2 separate regions of the Sus scrofa genome follow, and region 2 is linked to region 1. Evidence: chromatin contacts called from public HiChIP or PLAC-seq data. All regions are on one chromosome and are shown on one strand. Each heading gives the region's core, a stretch centred on a gene start, on an enhancer-like site or on the middle of the called end of the contact. The rest is flanking DNA. Distances are from core to core; before and after follow the strand shown. Region 1 holds the start of TMEM65 (transmembrane protein 65). Region 2 holds the start of ATAD2 (ATPase family AAA domain-containing protein 2).

Evidence for each region. HiChIP or PLAC-seq counts read pairs in DNA pulled down with a chosen protein or histone mark.
Region 2: a contact with region 1 is called in an H3K27ac HiChIP or PLAC-seq map of alveolar macrophages. The contact joins the promoter of ATAD2 here to the promoter of TMEM65 in region 1. A contact is called at or near these places in 2 of 47 Hi-C or Micro-C datasets (heart right ventricle and liver) and 2 of 2 datasets of contacts at active chromatin or transcription factors (alveolar macrophages and skeletal muscle).

The regions. Positions count from the first base shown.
Region 1 is chr4:15,260,645-15,266,570 of Sscrofa11.1, forward strand. TMEM65 (transmembrane protein 65) reads left to right here and starts at 2,756. Exons shown (of 8, transcript XM_021088951.1): 1 at 2,756-3,588. The coding sequence starts at 3,300. LOC102157933 (a long non-coding RNA gene) reads right to left here and starts at 2,666. Exons shown (of 7, transcript XR_002343112.1): 1 at 2,123-2,666.
Region 2 is chr4:16,010,219-16,016,931 of Sscrofa11.1, forward strand. It overlaps ATAD2 (ATPase family AAA domain-containing protein 2), which reads left to right and starts at 2,060. Exons shown (of 28, transcript XM_001926030.7): 1 at 2,060-2,603. The coding sequence starts at 2,436.

The DNA.
Region 1 (5,926 bases), core at 1,506-4,005:
TAGCAACTACCTGAGCCCATAATGGGGCTATAATGGGTGTCACTAGTTGGTGGTCAATTTAGGGATGACATAGTTGTCAGTCTAGAGTTTTTAAATGTCACTTGGTCAATCTCCCATCCTTAAGTAGCACTTTCACTTTTTTTTGTTTTGTTTTGTTTTGTTTTTTGTGGGTTTTTTTTTTTGTCTTTTCGCCATTTCTTGGGCTGCTCCCACAGCACATTGAGGTTCCCAGGCTAGGGGTTGAGTTGGAGCTGTAGCCACCGGCCTACGCCAGAGCCACAGCAATGCAGGATCCGAGCTGCGTCTGCAACCTACACCACAGCTCACAGCAACGCCGGATCCTTAATCCACTGAGCAAGGCCAGGGATCGAACCCGAAACCTCATGGTTCCTAGTCGGATTCGTTAACCACTGAGCCACGACGGGAACTCCTGATTTTTTTTTAATCTATGTTCAATGCATGTCCATTTACTCTGTGTAATGTCTCATAAGCAAATTGCATCTACATTTTGGTTTTTCTTATTTTCCATAGCAGAAATGAATATTCATAAAGCATACAGCAAACACATTAGAGCAAGCCCCAAGGAACAAGCACTTACCATAGCAGGGTTTTGATGTCCCACTTATTGTTTAAAGCAACTCGCGTGGCCAAGCGCACAGTCATTTGGGACAAGTCTACACAAGGGAGTGGATACCATAAGGCATGATTCACTGGAATGACTACTCAACAACCTAACACACATAGCTAGGAAGTGTTTGATACAGTTATCAAATTTTGGCAATCTGTTCCTAGAGCCCATACACAAAAACTGGTGTCCTGGTGACTGTTGGGAATTCTTACTGAAGAGCTTCTTTCAAACTTCTCTTCCCAGGCCCCACTTCAAGCCCAATGAGTCAGAATCTCTTGGGAGTAAGGGATGTTGGGGGAGGGCGGTAGAAATCCCAAGAATTTAAGACTTGAATAGCTCTGCCTAAGATTCTAACACACACTGGAGGTTGTAGGGTGTTTCAAAGATAAAGTCTCTACATAAACACCTTGCATTTTCCACAGACAACATCCCTGTTCCCCCCAAACTGAAACTGCACACGTGGAAGTTCCCTGGGCCAGGGATCCAACCCACACCACAGTTGCACCTGAGCCACACGGCAGCAATGCCAGATCCTTCACCTGTTTCCCCACAAGGGAACTTCAGAGAACATTTTTATTTTTATTTTTTTAATTAAAAAAATTTTTTTAGGGCCACACCCATAGCATATGGAAGTTCCCAGGCGAGGGGTTGAATAGGAGCTGTAGCCGCTGGCCTATGGCCTACACCACAGCAACACCAGATCGGAGCTGCATCTGTGACCTATACCACAGCTTACGGCAACGCCGGATCCTTAACCCACAGAGCAAGGTCAGGGATCGAACCTGTGTCCTCATGGATACTAGTCAGACTCATTTCCGCTGAGCCATGACGACGGGCACTCCCAGAGAACATTTTAAATTGTCACTATTACACTACTGCACTGCTATCAAATTAAAAAATGTAAACAATGCTTTCCATGTTTAAGTTAGTGAAGTGGTTCTCAAACTTTTGTGTGCTTCAGTGTTAACTGGAGGGCTTGTTAAAATGCAGATGACTGGGCCCACCCCCCACTTTCAGAGTCCGAAGGTCTTTGGTGGAGTACCGGAATTTGAATTTGCATAACTAACAAACTGCTGCCCAAAGGCCACACTTTGAGAACCATTTTGAAGGCAGGAGGATTTAGCGATAATGTTCCTCCTCTGATTCGCATTTATACATCGCATTTACACTATGATAGCATGTCTACTGCATACACTGCTCTTGGGCTGGGTGTAACAGTGCATGTGATAAGGATAGGATTTAGATCTTGATTACACTTGAGCAGATTTATTCTCTAAGTGGATCTATTCTCTAAGAAGACAGGAAGCCTAAGTGTCATGAGACAGGTTCAGATAAAGCTGAGATCTCCTCCCTCAGGCAGAGATAAATGAAAGCTCAGAACAGGAGACCCTATGAACGTATGGGGCCTTGCAAGATGCCTAGGACATGTGGGAATGGGGGAGGCTCGCAAAATATTTTCTGCCTCAGCTGAGAGAAAGAAACAGCCAAACAAACCTTAACAAACACCTGGGAAAGGTCTGTGACATTCTTGCCTCAGGCTCCGGCATTAACAATCTGCAAGCTGCTTGCATCAGAAAGGGGAAAGGTGTTCTCAGCATCAAGGTTTCAGTCTCAGACTCTTCTTGGGAAAGGGGAGAACTGGCCTCACCCTCTCTTTGGAGCTCTCAGAGTAGGTGCCTCAGAGACCCGAGTGTCTGGCGGAAGCGGTGGTATGCATGGACTTGGCAAAGGGCGCCGCTTGAGCTCTTCAGTCCCTCAAAGCCTGAATAGGGCTCTGTGGTTCGGCCGGGGCCAGGCGAAGGGGGCCGCAAGCCGGAGCATCGTTCAGAATTAACCTCAGATTTAAGACTCAGGCCCGGCGCTACAGCGGGCCGTGTCGTAGCCACATTACCTGGCAGAGCGAGTGGCTCAAAGCTCTTCTTCCCAATTCCCCACAGCCGATAGAAACGTGACGGAGGCCAGCGCAAGGAGTGCTAGCCTTCTCACCCTCCACCTTCACGCACCCGAAGCGCGTGCACACTCCTTTCCCGGGGCGGGGGGGGGGAAACCGCGGCCTGCGAATCTGCATACTGCGCCTGCGCGGCCCCGCCGCGCCCCGCCCCTTTCCTTCGCCCCGCCCTGTTACCCACTGTATCGCCGCTAGGGGTAGTGATGGCGTCTGAGGCCTGAGAGCGTGGTTGCTGTGAGGGCGCGGGAGTCGTATGGAGTGGGGACTAGGGCAAGTGAGAGGGTGGGAAAACCAGAGACAGAGGAGGGCGGTGCTGGAGAAGGGCGGCGCGTGGCTGACTCATCCCTCTGGAAGATCAGACTGACAGACACTAACCCTTGCCGGACCCGCCCGCCCGCCCGCGCCGCTTCTCCTCAGCTGGGAGGCGCCCGCCCGCACAGCCCGCCCGCCTTCTCCGGGAGCGCTCTCCCGGCCCGGCTGCCTCAGAGAAAGTTTTTGTCGTCGGAAGGGACTGGAGGCGCCACTGGCCTTTGGGAAGGGAAGGAGGACGGAAGAGGAGGCGACAGCCGCGTGGGCCCGGGGAGTGCATGGTGCCCGGCGTCTCGGCTGCCTGTCAGGAGGACATCGGGGCGGGGTCGAGCTGAGCCCAGCTCCTTCTTCGCGCAGCGGCGCCAGAAATCTCCCTCCCGGGCTGCCGCGGGGGTCCTCGCTCCTCAGCCCGCCATGTCCCGGCTGCTGCCGCTGCTGAGGAGCCGGACCGCGCGCAGCCTGAGGCCGGGCCCGGCCGCCGCCGCGCCCCGCCCGCCGTCCTGGTGCGGCTGCGGGCGGGGGCTGCTGGCGCTCGCGGCCCCGGGCGGCCCCCGGGCGCTGGGTACCCACCCGAAGAAGGAACCCATGGAGGCGCTGAACACGGCGCAGGGCGCGCGCGACTTCATCTACAGCCTGCACTCCAGCGAGAGGACCTGCCTGCTCAAGGAGCTGCACCGCTTCGAGTCCATTGCCATCGCCCAAGGTAAGGGAGGCGCGAGGGGGGCGAGCCGGGGGGCGGGGGCCGGGCGCCCTCCCCTCCCCCACCGGCGCCCCGGGAGGCTGCCCACCGCTCGGCCCGGGCTCCTCGCCGCCGCCCCCCTCGCCCGCCTGGCCCGGCGCCTGGGACGTCCGACGGGGGGAACTTTCCGCCTCCTAAGTGTCCCCGGGGCAGGTAGGACGGGGCGGATCGTGCCAGGGCCAGCGCTTGGCTGGTTCCTCCCCAGCCTCAAAATCGGCGCTTCAGCCCCAATTGCCGACGGATGCTGAATTGATTTTGTTTAGATTGGCTGTGTCCTCCCCCCAGCCCCGCTCCCCCCCGCAGCCCTCCTGCCCCCAAGCCCTTGCTGCGTTCCGGTGAACGTGCAGCCACGCGAGTGGCCTGCAGTGCCTCCTTCAAAAGCGCTGCAAAGCCTAGACGCAGGAAGAAACTTTGTTGAATGATCCTAAAACAAGGTGTATGGGTGTCCAAAAGAAGGGCTGTTGCTTCGTAAGGCGGAGTTGCTCTCAGCTGCTTCTTTGCACAAATCTGTAGTTGTATTCTTTTAAGCAGCCGAAGGAAACATTTTCCTGGGGAATGGAAAGAATGGGTCAAACCAGTATCTGCAGATACATACTTGCAAGCCCATCATAGGTTGGGTGTTGCCAAGTTAAACCCCAGTTTTTGTGGTTTCCCTAGAGGAGGGAAGAATGCAGTAGATAAGGAGGTATTTTTTCTGGAAATCTGTGGCTCTACAGTAAAAAGCAAAAGTATTTTGGATTTATGCGCAAAAATAATTCGGAATGGTGAAAGCAAAGCTATTTTTAAGCTAACATGTTAAAAGAGGATATTTTTAAAACCAGTGCACAATGCTGGTAGGTCAGAGTTTGAGTCCAAGTGAAAAAGCTGAAAAAGTCAGAAAATCAAAAGGATGAAGGGAGCAAATAAACAGTCTTAAAATACTTTTGCCATTTAAATGCGGTGACACAGACCGAATACATTATTATTTTATATTACATTCTGGTGTGTTTGAAAGTGTTTTTTTTGTTTATTTTGTTTTTAAGTATTCCTCTTCTCAAGGTTAGTTGGTACATAAACATTCCATAGATTCCTTAAGAATACATTTATTTGGAACAAGGCGTTTGATTTGCCAGGGGCAGTTGAAAGTACTATGGTCTATGTATGTACCTGAGTGGAGGAAACAATTATGCCTTTTCTGTAATCCTTCTTCAGAAACTTTTTTAGTTGTGCCTTTTAACTGCTTTTTTTTTTTTTTTTCTTTGCTCAGGGAATTGTGGCCCAATTTATAGTATTGGATGATTCCAGACATTGTCTACTGACAATGCTTTTACAGGAAAAATGCAACATCGCAATCAATAGGTTACTAAATGTATAATCATGATATTATATGAAGTCATAATCAAATACTCGCATATTTGTAAGCTATGTGTGCATCAGTTTGGTTTTAAAATACTCAATTCTGAAAATGTGCTTCTTGGAAAACTATAAAGACAGTCCTAAAACTGGAGCATCAGTTTTAGGACTCTTTGTTCATGGGCAAGACGACTTGAACACATTTGGTCTTCATTGAGTAGTTTCTTAGAAATTATGCATTAACATTGTTACACGATTGGAGGGCCTTATTAATATGATTTTATGACAGTTCTTGAAAAGCATGTCTTGTGATACAAATGGGTACATTTACCTCATGCCTTTTACGGTTTTAGCACGTTTTGATGAGGATGCTGCATTTCCCAATGGAGACAGTACTTTAAAATTTAACATGGTTTTAAATATTCTGTAAAGTAGCTGTTAACTTCAGTCAATGGAGATCAGTTAGCATCTCTTACACTCAGTAATATGTGAGTTATATGAGAGAGAAATTGCCAATTTGTCTTTTTTTCAAGATAAATGGAAAGGATATAGGAAACAATGTGGTAGTCAGATGCTTATTCTGTATAAACTAAAGAACTTCACAGTTTTAATCAACTGATTTTGGCAGTGTTGATGACTAAATTATTGCCCTTTGACTCAAATGACACTTATTGATGATGATGCTTTAATATTTGGTATAGTCTTAGTGTTTTCAATATCAATATGTATAGTTTCTTTGGAGATAACTGGGATCATCAGTTATCTACTAAATTACCCTATTCATTAACCATTTAAGGTGAAGGGGCTTTATTATGTTGAGAATGCATACCGCTCATTCTATTGCTGAAATCAGTTTTTCTCCCCAGACAAATGAAAAACTCCCATGTTTTTCTTTTATTGTTCCTTTTGAATGTTTTTATTTTATTTTTTTTACCCTCCCCTCCCCTTGAATGTTTATAAAAACTCAACC
Region 2 (6,713 bases), core at 810-3,309, 750 kb after region 1:
AGGCTCGGATCCCACGTTGCTGTGGCTCTGGTGTAGGCCGGTGGCTACAGCTCCGATTAGACCCCTAGCCTGGGAACCTCCATATGCTGCGGGAGCAGCCCAAGAAATGGCAAAAAGACAAAAAAAAAAAAAAAAAAAGATGGGACTGTGTGAATACCTAGTTCTTTGTATTTTCTTAACACGTTACAATGCATCGTGTACAACTTTCTGTATAATTAAACACAGTTGCATCATTTTTTTTTTTTGGCTGCCCCTTGGCATATGTTTCCCAAGCCAGGGATCAGATCCCAGCTGGAGCAACCTATGCCATAGCTGTGGTGGGGGATTGAACCTGAATCCTTGGCATTTCAGAGACACAGCCAATCCTGTCATGCCGCAGCGTGAACTCCAGCATTATAATTTTTAATGATCGTATAGCATTCTTTTTAAGTTCCCAATGAGAGACATTCAAGCTGTTTTCAGCTTTTTGACATTATAAATAATGCTGTGGTAAATATCATGGTGCATACATTTTTTAAAAAGCTTTTAAAAGACTGAATTTTAAGTGCTTTAATATATAATAACTTCTGTATCTCAAAAGCGCATGGAAGGGATTTCCTGATATTCCCTCCAGACTTGCTTTACCATAGCCTTCTCTCTCTAAGTTAGGTGCAGCTTCATCTTGCCATCAGCTCAAGCAAGCAAACCAAAAACCAAGTACTGGAGTCATCCTTTGGCTCCTCTCTCTCATGCCTAAATCCAATTAATTGGCAAATTCGATTGACTCTTTCTTCCAAATAAACCCAGAATTTAACCATTTCTCATTACTTCCACTGATCTGCATCACCATTATCTCTTGCCTGAATAACTGTAGTGGCCTCCGAAGTAGAGTTGCCATATTTAGCAAATAAAATGACACCCCGTTAAAAATTGAATTTCAGATGAACAACAATTTTTTTAGCATAAGTATGTCCCCTTATTGCATTCTCCATGCAGCAGCCAGAGGGATTCTTTCAAAAAGTCAGAATAAGTCTCTCCTTTGTTCAAAACCCTGTGATGTCTTTTCATCTCACTTATTATACAAAGCAAAAAAAACCTTAAAGCTGAGGCCTTGCAGGATCTGCTCCCAGCAGCTTTTTCCTCTTTGATTTTATTGGTCCACTGTCCTCCCCTGGCCTCTGGTTGCACTTCTCTTCTCCCAGGTATAACTAACCTCCTTTAAGTCTTTGCTTACATTACGTGAGGTCTTTCCTAGATCGCCCTGTTTAGAAGTGCACGCTTCCCTTCACTTTCTCTATATTTCTGCAGCACTTCCTCTTTTAACGAACATATCATTTACTTAGTTTATTGCCCTTCCCCTTTTACCAGAATTTAAGTTCCATGAGGGCATTTTTGCTCTTATTGTTCACAGTGGCATCCCTGGTGCTTAGAATACTGCCCGGCTCATAATAGATGCTCAATAAATATTTAATAAATGTCGAATTAAGGAAATGATTTCCAAATCAATAAGTAGCTTTTATTTGTTTCACTAGGAAGACTCCTCTCACATTCCGATCATTCAGCATGTTATCTATTCTCAGTCATCACGTAACTGCTTTAATTCCAGAGAAGCCATTTTCTGTAATTCTGTAATGGTATAAAACATTTAGATGTGTAGACAGGGTCCTAAGGTATAATAATATCTTAAAATTTAGATATTATAAATAGACTCAGTTTATACGGATTAGGAAATAAAGACCCGGCAAAGGGAATTACTTGCTCAATTCCTAGCTTGGGCGGCGCTGAGTACAGAACCTACGTCTCTAACTATAATACTCTGCCAACTGGCCTTTAGATCCCTTTCTGTTAACTTGTTTGGATTAAGCTAACAGTGAAAAGCTCTAAAGACTCAGAGACAAAAACTGTCAAAAGCCAAGCGCTTCCCCCACCCCTTCAGTCAAGGACCCAGCATTTTGCATTTGAATCCAGCGTGGCGGGAAGCGGAGGGCAGGTGTCAGGAGGGGCGGGGAGGGGCCGCCAGGCCCCGCCAGCCAATCAGAGCGGGCGGGGAGCCTCCCTTCCCCCCCGGCGTCCACGCGCCAAAATTCCAAACCCGATATCGCGCCACTACCCGCCGTCTCCCTCCGCCGAGCTCAGCGAGCCGGAACTATCTAAGAAAAAGAAGTCAGCGGTTTCTGCTCACTGTCCGCTCAGGTCGTCCACACTATCCGTGCGGGCTCTCTTCAAATTCGGCCCAAAGTCCTTCGCTCTATAGATGTGGGGAAAGTTTCGAGCCCGCCGACGTAGAGTGGCCGCGTGGGCGGAACAGGAGGCGGAAGGATTCCGAGTGCGCGCGCTGCGGCCACCCGCGCGCAGCTTGTGGCGCCAGAATTCGGAGCGCGGAAGCGCCTGAGCGGCTGTTTCCCAGTATCGGGTCCGTCTCCCGCCGCGGACGCTCTGCGGAAGAGGGAGAGAAGATGGTGGTCCTCCGCAGCAGCCTGGAGCTGCACAGCCACCCCGCCGCCTCGGCCACGGACTCCTTGGACCTGTCCAACGAGTTCCTCAGTCTGGAGCAGATCGGCCGGAGGCGGCTCCGCTCGGCCGGCGCCGCTGAGCAGTCCGCGGTCACCGCGGCCGCCGCGGGCGTGAGTACCAGCCTGGGGCAGGCCCCTCGGTCGGGCCTGGGGGACTGTCTGTCTGGTGCCCCGTCGGGCCTGGGGGACTGTCTGCCTGGTGCCCGGTGGAGCCTGGGGGTGGGGTGGGCGGTCCTGGTGACAGTTGGCGCGGGGAGAGAAGAGGCGTGTTGGGAGGAGTGTTGTCGAGGACAAGTAAAATGGAAGGCTTTTCAAGATCGGAGCCCGAGGAGGTGTGGGGTGGGCGAAGAGATGGGGCAGATTGCAGGAGGGCTAAGCCGTTGGTTACTACCTACTTTTACGCCAGAGGAAACCCGAGCTCCCCGGAGGCCAAGTGCACTTGGAGGCCAACCCTTGAGTTGGGGGCTGCCCCGCCCCAGCTCACACACCTCCCTAACCAATCTCCCAGGCTCCGGCTTTAGGTTCGCAGGAATCGCGAGCCACACGCCTGTACTGAGCGCTTACTGTATGCGTGACATGTTTTAGAGGCCGCGGCAGATAGAAAGAGTGTGACTCAGGTTCCCTGACTTTCATTTACGATCTAAGAGAGGTTCGGTAATCAGAACGCAATGAATAATACCAGGTTGCGTAATGTGCAGGGATGGAGAGCGACATTTCAGGTACATCTTCACTTAAGCCTCCTAGCAGCTCCATGAGAATGGAGAGTTGTGATATGAATCTCACAGATGAAAAAAACAGCCTCGAGGTACCCAGTAAGTGATAGATCTAAAACTGGAACTTGGATTTTCTGCCTACACAACCTTTCTCTTTCTGTTATTTCATACTCCAGTCATAAGCAAGGTCTGTAAGGATTCCAAGGAGGTGGAGCAGTAGGTCTCCTTGAAAGAAGTGCTTCTTCTGGGTCTGAGGTACAGGTGGAATGTTTGGTAGATTTAAGGCTGAGGGAGAGAGTCCCTCCACCTCCCCTTCCGCGGGTGGAGGGGACAGCGTTAACAAAAGGTTAGAGAAATTGAGGAAGCAAGACTAGCAAAGTTAAGGCAGCAGGAAGTAGTCTAGTTCTGTTATAGGGAAGTGGGCATGGGGTTGGGAAAAATAGGACCAGAGAGAGAGTTAGAACTGGGAAGCCAGAATAAGAGGCCAAGGGGAGGTTTGTGTGGTGGGAGAGAGTGACAAAACATAGGTAAGAGAGTGATCGCTGTATGAAATCAGTTGTCAGTATCTTTTTTTAGAGCCCCCCCCCCACATGCTAGTTGTTCCTCTACTGAGGGAATGAAAGAGTTCATTCAGTTTCTGAAATTGTGATCCGAATTGAAAAAACAAATAATTTCCTGACTCTTAGGATGTGTTTCTCAATCACAGGCACAAGTTGTTAGAGATCTGAGAGGCAGACACTTGTTCAGTGAACTCGGTCACTTGACTTATTAACCTGTGTTCGAAAGAGCTGAGTATTTCGGTAAATATTGAGTGCTTGTTATCCTCAGGACAGTGCTGGATTCTGTGACTGTAATGATGTACTGAATACTGGTTAAGTAACATAGGTGCTTAAAACCACTATTAGTTCTGAATCTTAACCTACTGGTAATCAGGGGGTTTCTATACTTCATAAAAGTAGGGGATACTTAACCACATGGGTAGTGAGAATTAAATGTTGTCATGCATGTAAGGAAATTAGCTGAACACTTAGCTAATAGTACTCAGTCGTTGTCAGCTGTTTAGACCAGTCAGTTTTAATGGCCACTCCATCTTTTCAGTTCTTCAGGCTAAAAATCTTAAGTCATCTTCAACTCCTCTCTTGGTTCATAGTAGCAAATTCTGTTGTCTTTCAGAATATATTCAGAATCTGACCACTTCTCAGCTTTTCCATTGTTGGCCTTGCTGGTTCAAGCCATTATCTCTTGTCTGGATCATTAAAATAGATTCTTGACTGGCCTCCCTATTTTCTACCCTTATTTTTGTAATGCCCTCCTCCCCCAAAAATCAGTTCTCTGTGTAGGTTACAGAGTGATCTTCTTAAAAGTTAAAACAGGAGTTCCCCTTGTGGCTCATTGGGAACTAGCCGGATTAGTGTCCACGAGGATGTAGGTTTGATCCCTGGGCCCCCTCCGTGGGTTAAGGATCTGGCGTTGCCATGTGCTACAGTGTAGGTCGAAGATGCACTTGGACCTGGCATTGCTGTGGCTGTGGTGTAGACTGGCAGCTGTAGCCCCGATTTGACCCTTAGCCTGGGATCTCTATGCTCCACCTGCGGCCGTAAAAAGCAAAAATAATAAATAAAACAAGTATTTGAAGTAATTTTAATAAAAAATGAATTAAAAAGTCAAATAATTGATTGCTTCTCTGCTCAAAATTCCCTAAAAGTTTGAAAGTTGAAGAGCAACCCTCTACCTTCTTGTCCCCTTCCATTTATGATGACGTTGTCTTCCGTTCTCTGTTTTGCAAAACCTAGTCTATTCTAGCCCTTATGGCCTAGCTGCTCCTGAATCCCAAGGTCTTTGCCCTTGCTCTTCTTTATGTTGGGGTATTGGGATTCCCTGGATATCCATGAGCCATTACTTTACCTTTACAGTGACTTACCCTGACACCCTATTTAAAATTACAAACCACTCGTTGACAGCCCTCTTTGTTTTATGTTCCCAGCACTTATGACCTTCTAAGTATTCTAAAGTTTGCTGTTTTAAAAATATTTTTATCTTGGCCAATCAGAATGTAACTCCATAGGGATTTGGATTTTGACCTTTTATTTAGCTGTGTATTTATTAGCACCTAGAGTGTAGTAGGTACATAATAAATAATTTTGTTGATTGTCTTGCCATATATGTGTGTGTGGTGGTTGAGCAATTAGCGATTGTTGTAGGGTAGGAAAGATTTTTCTTCCTGGCTAGGATTTCCAGTAGAAGTTATGCCTTTTTGAGCCATAAATCCTCTGTAGAACTAATTATAATCAGAAGGTTATTTAGGCAGCATGGATTGGATCTTGGGGGGTTATGTATTCATACTAACAAAGTCCATTAATACCCAAATGAAACATACTTTGTGATTGGAATATTTTCTCATTTGGGGACTTTACATTCTATACATTTGACTTGACTATAGCTTGCTTTTGACATTAGTCATGTGTTTCAGAAATGTAACTCTTTTATCCACCCTCATTGTATTTGGGTATTTCTCAGTCTCCTCATTCACACATTTTTTTTTAATTCACTCATTTATTGACAGAGTGTTTCTTATGGTAGATTCTTTTTATATTTATTTATGGCCATGTGCACTGCTTGTGAAAGTTCCCAAGCCACAATAATGACAATGCCAAGTCCTTAAACTTGGGCCACCAGGGAACCTCCTCGGTTCCTTTTATTTTCTTTTCTTTTTTCTTTTTTTTTCTTTTTGCCATTTCTGGGGCTGCTCCCTCGGCATATGGAGGTTCCCAGGCCAGGGGTCTAATCGGAGCTGTAGCTGCTGGCCTATACCACAGCCACAGCAACGCCAGATCCGAGCCGTGTCTGCAACCTACACCACAGCTCACAGCAACACCGAATCCTTAACCTACTGAGCAAGGCCAGGGATTGAATCCACAACCTCATGGTTCCTAGTCGGATTAGTTAAACATTGAGCCATGACGGGAACTCCCTCCTCGGTTCTTTTTAAATGGTTGGATTTATTCAGATTAATTCATTAACTTGTATTTTCCTTCATCTCATCTTGGAGGCCAACCTTATCTTCAAGTTCTGAAGACCCCTATAGTTATCTATTTTTTAACTCCATTTTACTTTTACATTTTGAATATGATCTCACTTAGTTGGGCTTAAGGTTTTTTTTTCCCCTGACTTGTATGGATTTCCTGAAAATATTTTGTTTAAAATTTGTTTCTTTGTTTTTTAAACTTTTTATTTTCTTCCTACCTTAAAAGTTTCCTCCAGAATCAGGTTTGCCATTGTCTATTTCTCTGCATTCACAGGTCTGGGGCTCTTTGATTTGTTAAATTTAGGGTTGTTTCTCAAGCTGAAGGAGACCCTTCAGGATGGATAGTAGGGGTTTCTTGGTGGTAATTGTACATTACTTTTGGGTTGTGTTTATGTACATATTTATTCTGTATGTTAGGTAAAATAAAACACTCTGTAGTATGTAGAAAGTACTTAAAAACAATTTTTTTGGGGGGTCACATCC